Linked DNA regions of Gossypium hirsutum: region 2 is linked to region 1. A link is a contact called in public Hi-C data. All regions are on one chromosome and are shown on one strand. Each heading gives the region's core, a stretch centred on a gene start, on an enhancer-like site or on the middle of the called end of the contact. The rest is flanking DNA. Distances are from core to core; before and after follow the strand shown. Region 1 holds the start of LOC107903760 (mitochondrial import inner membrane translocase subunit PAM16 like 2). Region 2 holds the start of LOC107896967 (transcription factor bHLH128).

Region 1 (3,872 bases), core at 992-3,491:
AACACTAGAAGCAAATAAAAATTCCAAAGAAATTGTTCAATACACTTGAGTAAATTTTTATATGAACTAGAATTTTTTGAACATATGTATTTTTTTTATAAAATGATCATGATCAAAGTTTGCTATAATTATTGTTGAACTTCCTGAAGAGATCAAAATATATTTTCATAAATTTTGTTTTTGCTCATGAGTACTTTTAGAAAAATAATGATATGAACATTTAACAAATATACTCAAGTGATCATTTGAAAAACTAGTATTCAAGAATGAAATACGTAGAATCTAAGATACTATATGATGTTATCATGAAGGGGAATAAATACATAATTGAGGTTTTGCCCCACTAGATTTTTCGAATAAGGTTTTTAATGAGGCAATATGTTATGCGTGTTATAAATATATATTTTCTTTTTCCTTCACTAAGAATTTTTTTCACAAGGTTTTTATCTTAATAAGATTTTAATGTGACATATTATCTTTTGATAGACATCCAATGGAGAGTGTCATAAATATTTTATTATTATAAAGTGGATATCCATTAAAATAAGAAATTTAATATACTTTAGGACTCCGATGTCCATTAGGAGTAAAATTTTATTTCATTTATATTTCTTATGCCTATAAATATAAAATTTGGAGAAGCACTATAAATATTCATAATGATAAATAAAATACTTATTTCTCTCATAATCTCCTCCAATTCCTTGTTTCTTTACTTTCTTGGGTAAAATACAAAAATGGTGTCTAAACTATTGACTTTGTTCTCTTTTGGTCACTTAACTATTAATTTTTTCGATTTCATCACTAAACTTTTTGAAATTAAATATCTTAGTCACTCTCCCGCTAGTTGTCATTAGATGATTGACGAAAAAATGGCGTGATTTTTTTTATTGGTTTAATAATAAATTTAACCCTTTAATATTTACACATTCTATTAATTTGATCCTAAATATTAAAAAAATCAACAAATTTAACCTCTAATGTTTACAAAATTTATCTTTTAAGTTCAATTTTTAGAAAAGCAAATTACTAAACTAATTTCATAAAAAACTTTGATATATAAAAATATTATTTTATTTAATATAATAATTAAAAACTCGTTACCAAATCACTATATAATTACATTTTCCCCTAAATTTTTATTTAAAACATTTTAAAATTAAATTATAAACTTCAATTTTGACATTTTATTTTTAATTTTGTTAAATTTATTAATCACAATTACATCTTCATTTCAAAATTTGGTATACTTTTTAACTCAGTTAAGAGTAAACATAAATCATACTTTTATACATCATAATTTTTTTTTCATCAAATACTAAATTAATTCCTTGGATGCAGGCCATAGCTACAATCTCAGTTTGTTTGAAAAGACGGCAGTGGAAATCAAAACGTCTCTTACGGGCCGAGTAAATCCGTGGAGACTTTGCACAGTTACGCAGGCTGTAAATTGTAATCTTTTCTACTGGTTACACTTTACAGTCAAATGGGCAACTTCTTTGTGTTGCAAGGTGAAAGAATGCATACTCGAGCCGACATTACTTTCCATCTTCGACACTCTCAGCTTGACCTTTTGGGTGCTAACCTATGACAGAATTATTAGTTAATCCTTACATTTATTAGTACTTTAACATATATTAGTTAAGTTTGAGAAAGCTATGGAATGCATGCATGCTTTCTGACATGGGAAGTGAGCTACGGAGTAATATTCGTACCTTGTGGTGAAGACAGCTACACAATAACAATCCAGAAGAGCAAGAAGGTGGGTTGTTCAGAGTAAAAATGCTAAATTTATTGATCTTTTTTAAAATATTGTTGAATAAATTTGTTGATTTTTTTATATATATATATTTAACATCCAATTGATAAAATTATTGGAAAATATGTGATGCTTAAATTTTTATAGTGTTAAATTTATTATTAAACTAATAAAATAACCCACATCAACTCCCCCATCACTTATCTAACTACGATTAAGGGTGAGTGAGTAAAATATTTAATTTCAAAAAATTTAATGACTAAATTAATAATAAAATAATTAAAATAGAAGAAAATCAATAGTTTAATAATTATTTTTGTACTTTACCCTTCTTTCTAAAACATTTTGAATTTGTTTAGCAGAATTTCGTTGTTGGATTCTAAATCCAAAAGATTTGGGCTTTATCACTCATCGATTAATGCAATTTAGCCCAAAAACAATTTGGGTTTCTTACATAAATAATCATTAAAAAAAAAAGAGGAAAGAATCTAACAATTCCAGGCTCCGTAAAAGGTATGGAAGTCGCATAAACTTTCATTAAAAAAAAAAGACCCCCGAAAAAGACTGCTTCGCTTTCTCGAATTTTCCTTCTCCGTTTATCCCTTTTTTCTAAATTTTCTTCCGACAGAAATCAATTTTGTTTTCCCCTTTTTCTTCGGGGTAAAAAGAACCTTTCTCATATAAATCATTGATTAGCTCGAATTTCGATCCATTATGGTACGTTTCTCTATTACCCTTCTCTAATATTTGATCTAATGAATCAGTTGTATGATTTTTCTTCTCTTTTTGTATTTCATTTCGATGAATTATTGTTAAATACAGACAATTATAATGGAACAGAATGTTAAAAATGCTCTTTCTGAATGTTTGTTTGGATGTTTTTAGTTTGCTTGTAAACTTTTAGGTAATTGAGATTCATGATTCATCAATAACTTGGTTAGTAATTTCCTGATAATCTGCTACAGAAGTTATGGATGTTATTGTCTTGGACATAATCTTGTTTCAAGTTAAAATGATCTGGTTCAACTTTTTGCTCTTTTTTAGTATCAGTATGAATTTCGGTTTTTGATTTTGGAAGCGAGTGATATAATTCGAAAGAGTAGGCCAGTTTACAGTGTGTAGTCGAGCTCAAATCATTCAAAACTCGAGCTGAAATGCAAGGCTTGAAGCTCAACTTGAGTTTGATTGAATTTTGCTTTTATAACTGAAGCAATTTGAGATAATAGTCGAACTGGATGAGCTTACTCAATTAAAGTAAAATATAAACTCAGTTTCTATACTCAAGTTTGGATTTGAATTGAAACATTTAATAGTAATTAAAAAGAAAAGGCTCGATTAAGCTCTTAAACTACTTGAGTCAAATACTCAAATTCAGCTCTTTCACTAGCTCGAGATTTGGTCAAGCTGAAATCAAGTTTTTTCAAGCTGAGGCCAAATAGCTTTTGTAATACGAGTGTTTCTTTTGCTCTCTTAGATCTACTAAGGTTGGAGCTTAGTTTTTAGTGCTCTTAAAACCCCAAACTTGAGTGATTTTGCTTGTTGTGTATGTCAATTCTTGCTTCAGTGTCTCTATCTATCTTTCCTTTCTTAATTTTGATGTTATAGGGTGTAACTGTTTTTGTTTGCTATAGTTTGTCATAGGCATCAGCTTCCTTAGTTTTGGACTCTATATTCATTTTATTTTTAAGAATCCAAATGGATCTCAATTCCCAATTGAATCTAGTTACATTAGGTTTTAAATAGGTTTAATGCTTAGTTTTCCCAAACCACCAAATCCGGCATTAAAGTGAGTTGTTGTTAGAATGATTGGGGTAGCATCATTATTCTATCAAGCCATACAACTTCATTGCTAGTTATAGCAGTGATATTTCTTCAATTATAGGTGATGCAAGTCACGAATGTGTTCAACCTGAAAGTGATCGAAGGACAAAATAGAGGTAACAATATCTTACATTGAGCCACAGACATGCAACTTTCAATTGAAAGAATCAGTTCCAGATAAAATTAAATTCTAAACAAGGTTTTAGGAAGTTTGCAGTAAGCTTTATTGAGCTGTTTTGTGGTTCTTTCTCTGTGTTCTGGTTCTATTTAAGTGTTGTCTGGTGTCTTGATT
Region 2 (3,872 bases), core at 465-2,964, 440 kb before region 1:
ATTATGAATTTTTGAAGGATTAAAAGTGTAAACTACAACACCCCATGTTGATATACACTTCTTTACTTCAAAGTGCCTTTGTCTTTTGCAACATTTAGCTTTTTAACTATGCAGTCTAAAGATAGATCAAAAAGAAAATAGTATAATTTTATATCATTTCAACTTTTGTGAATAAAAATTATTTAAAACTTACTAAAAAAGTTAAAAAAATTATTAGTAGTATCAAATATTAATTCATCTATTTAAAAAATAATTATCAGCAAAGTTTAAGAAGCTAACGTATATTTTATTTATTAATTTTTATTTTTAGTGTAATTTAAAGATACTTGACAACTTCTGTTTAGGGTGGAGAAAAAATTATCGAAGAAATAAAAATCAATCCAAACCGATTAACTGGATCAAACCAAATCAAATTCTATTTTTATTTAATTTATAATTAATTTATTTTTTTCTTATGATATAAAAAGAAATATTTTATATTTAAAATACTACGTACAAAATTATTTTTTAAAAATACCATATAAAATTTCTTTATTATTTTTTATTTGTTTGAAAAATTATTTTTTGGTAAAAATATTCATGAAGAAAATATTAAAACTTAAGAGTGAAAAAAATCATAAAACAAACCCTATTTTATAAAATTAAAATTGAAAGACGGAAATTCAAATTCAGTATTAAAAACCCACTTTGACAAGCTAGGAATTTTATTTTAAAATGGAAATAACCCAGTTTTGCTTTGCTTCATTCAAGAACTAAAATGTTTAATCAATATTGAAAATGGACGTTGAAATATAACATTTTGGAGATTAATAATTATTAAAGACAACAAAGTAAACTAGATTAGGATTAATAAAAATAAATCTGCAACGGTAAATCATGAGTTACATAAGACACCAAATCAAATTAAAGCAATCTTTTCTTTAAAGGTGAGATTCATTATTACTCTAATTTTCATAATTAAACTGAATAGAAAGTGACATTCGGGTCAACTTAAACATTTCGTCAACGCTTAGCATAATAATGGCGGTGAATTATTCAGGCCAAGGAAAGCCACCAATCAAAAGGAAAGGAAGCCATGAAAAGTCAAAAATACCCCTAAGTAGATAATGATTAATCAGATAAACAAGGACAAAACGGTCGCTTTCAAAAGGAAAAAAAAGGGAGGAGGCGTTACCGTTTTCCGATGTGAGGTGACTAAGGAAACCGGCGGGGGAGCTGCGTTGTCTGAGCAGAGAGGAAGAAGAAGGTGCAGGGTAAGATCCATGGGGATGATGCGGAGGAGGATGAGGAGGGGCAGGAGCAGCAGCAGCAGCTGATTTAGGCTCTCGCGGATCGTTGGATGAGCTGACTTTACAAGTTGACTCTGAAGTTAAAGAGGAGGAGTCAGCGGCGGAGAAGTAGTGGCCGACGAGGTTAGGGTCCGCTCCGATGACGGAATCAACGGCGTTGGCCAGAAAGGAGCCGGGAGCAGAACCGTAACGGGTGAGCCCGGATTGACCCATGGGCTTTTGAGACGAAGATGATGGATACATGGCTTTGGTAGCGTGGAGAAATGGGAGAACTAGGAAGGGAAATTATACAAGTAAAAGGAGAAATCTTCTTTTTTTCAAAGCTCAAAGGAGTACATAAAATGGAGGGATGGCTTGGACGCTTGATGGGGAAATGTCGTATGGAGGTTATGCTTCCATCACACGGTGGTGATTTTTGTTACGTCACCACAACTAAATTGTTTTTTAGTTCTTATCTGAGTTGGCATAATTCACGTGCTCTTTGATTTTCCGTTTTTGTTCTTTTGCCGAGTTGGACTATTGTTGATTTTATTATTAATATATTTAAATAATTTTACTGTCAAATTTTGATTCGAGTCGTGCTTAACACTCACTCTAATAAAATTATTTTATTATTTTATATTATAACTACATCTAATTTTTATTTACTTTAATTTCTCGTAATTTATAAAAAATTAGTAACTTAATCTAATTCCTCTACTTTTGCTAATTTCTTGTCCATAAATTCTTAAATTATTCATCTTTACTAATTATATATAAATTGTTGAATTACGTACTAATTTTTAAGTTAGCAGAGGTAAATCTAAGGGGATAGGTAACTCAAAAATAACAAATAAAAAATTCAATTGAGTCTTCTTATAAATTGTATTTTGTCCCCTAAAATAATTTTTTTTAATTTAATCCTCTTATCAATAAAAAAAATTATAAATTGATACATTTAAAACTTATATTTTAATTTATGAAAAAAATTATAATTAAATCTCGACCCTGCTAATTTTTCTATTTGCACTTGTTTAAAAGTATTACCCATATAGACTAAATTCTAAATTTTTATAAATTATAAAGACAGCATTCTAACAAAGAAGCTATCAATTTTCAAAGGGATGAAGTTAAAAACTAAACTTTATAAATAAAAATAGAATCCATTTTATGTAGAAAATTTCATTAATCTTACAAAGTAAATAAATTTAATGGGCAAAAAAGTAATATTTAGATTTATATTCTAATTTGTTAATTCATTTTTCACAAAAGATATCATTTGCATATAAAATAAACTTTACATGTTAATAATAACTAGTATGGTTTTCAACTCATGCTTCGTATTGGGTTAATTAATTTTGAACTAGTTAGTTAAATTTTAATGGTTACAACATTCTCCAAGTTTCTATACTCTTTGTATATTTGAAATTTAATCTCCATTTTTTAAAGAAATTAGTTCCTTTATCTTTCAAACATAAAAATTTAGATTCAATTGTTAACACCATTAAAATTCTTCACTTAAATTTGTTAGTGTGACATTATAAACTTAGAAAAAGAAAGTACCCACTTGATAATCATGTCACTAAAAAATGGACTTAAATTTAACAAATAATTTAACGATGTTAACAATTCTTTAAATTTACATTAGCATTTTGATTAGAATAAAATATTTAGATTAACTCATGATCTTATAAACGTTGAGACACTAACTTATGTATAAAAAATTCAAATATAAAGATCAAATCTCAAAGTTTAACATAGTATAGGGACTAAAATTAAAATTTGACTATTTTTATATAATTAAAAAGTAGAAGGAACCAAAATTGAAAATTAGTCATTTGTCAAAAATGAAAAAGAGAAGCAAGGCAAGTGTCAAAAGGAAGAGGGACCGAAATTAAAAATTAACCATTGTTATTAAGAATGTAAAAAAGAAGAAAGCGCCTGGTGTCTAGAAAGAAAGACTTCAGGGCTTTCCATATATAGTAGTATATAATTTTGGTAATATTTATTTATTTTTAAAATATACATTTATATATTTAAAAATAGTCAAATCAACAAGTATTCATGTATCAGTGTATATTAATTCATGTATCATCATTTTAAATAATTAAAAAAAGTAGTATTTGATAAAATATTTTTCCCTTAATTTTTTCCTAAAAGAGAAAATCTTTTAGAGCTCCTTCTCCACTCTAAACTCATGTATTAGTATCTTTACTTAATTTGGGTTGAAAATCATCCATTTCTTTAATTAAAAGAAATATAATCTAATTTCCACATAACTTATAATTAAATTACCCACATATAATTGAGCATTCATAATCTTATATAGAAAAAATGGTGTTCCCAAGAAGTCAAAACAAATGGAAAGGGGGACCATATGCTTAAGAGTCATACTCATACATTGAATTAAACCTAACTTATGAGAAAGTTGAGTTAACCTAGCAAGCATTCTATTTATTTATTCATTCATTAACAAACATCCCCATTTTATTACTACCAAGTGGACTCACTACTACCTTTCCCATTGGACAAAATAATTAGAAACAAAGATAACATTAACAAAAATCTTGTGTTAGGAAAAATAGTTGTCTATTTATGTCATAG

What was found. Hi-C and Micro-C count contacts between places; a contact is called where the count stands out from the background.
Region 2: a Hi-C map of leaf shows a contact between it and region 1, with 1.6 times the contacts expected there. The contact joins the promoter of LOC107896967 here to the promoter of LOC107903760 in region 1.

What each region holds. Positions count from the first base shown.
Region 1 is chrA10:77,104,349-77,108,220 of Gossypium_hirsutum_v2.1, reverse strand. It overlaps LOC107903760 (mitochondrial import inner membrane translocase subunit PAM16 like 2), which reads left to right and starts at 2,241. Exons shown (of 4, transcript XM_016829908.2): 1 at 2,241-2,476. The coding sequence starts at 2,474.
Region 2 is chrA10:77,547,415-77,551,286 of Gossypium_hirsutum_v2.1, reverse strand. It overlaps LOC107896967 (transcription factor bHLH128), which reads right to left and starts at 1,714. Exons shown (of 6, transcript XM_016822289.2): 1 at 1,175-1,714. The coding sequence starts at 1,532.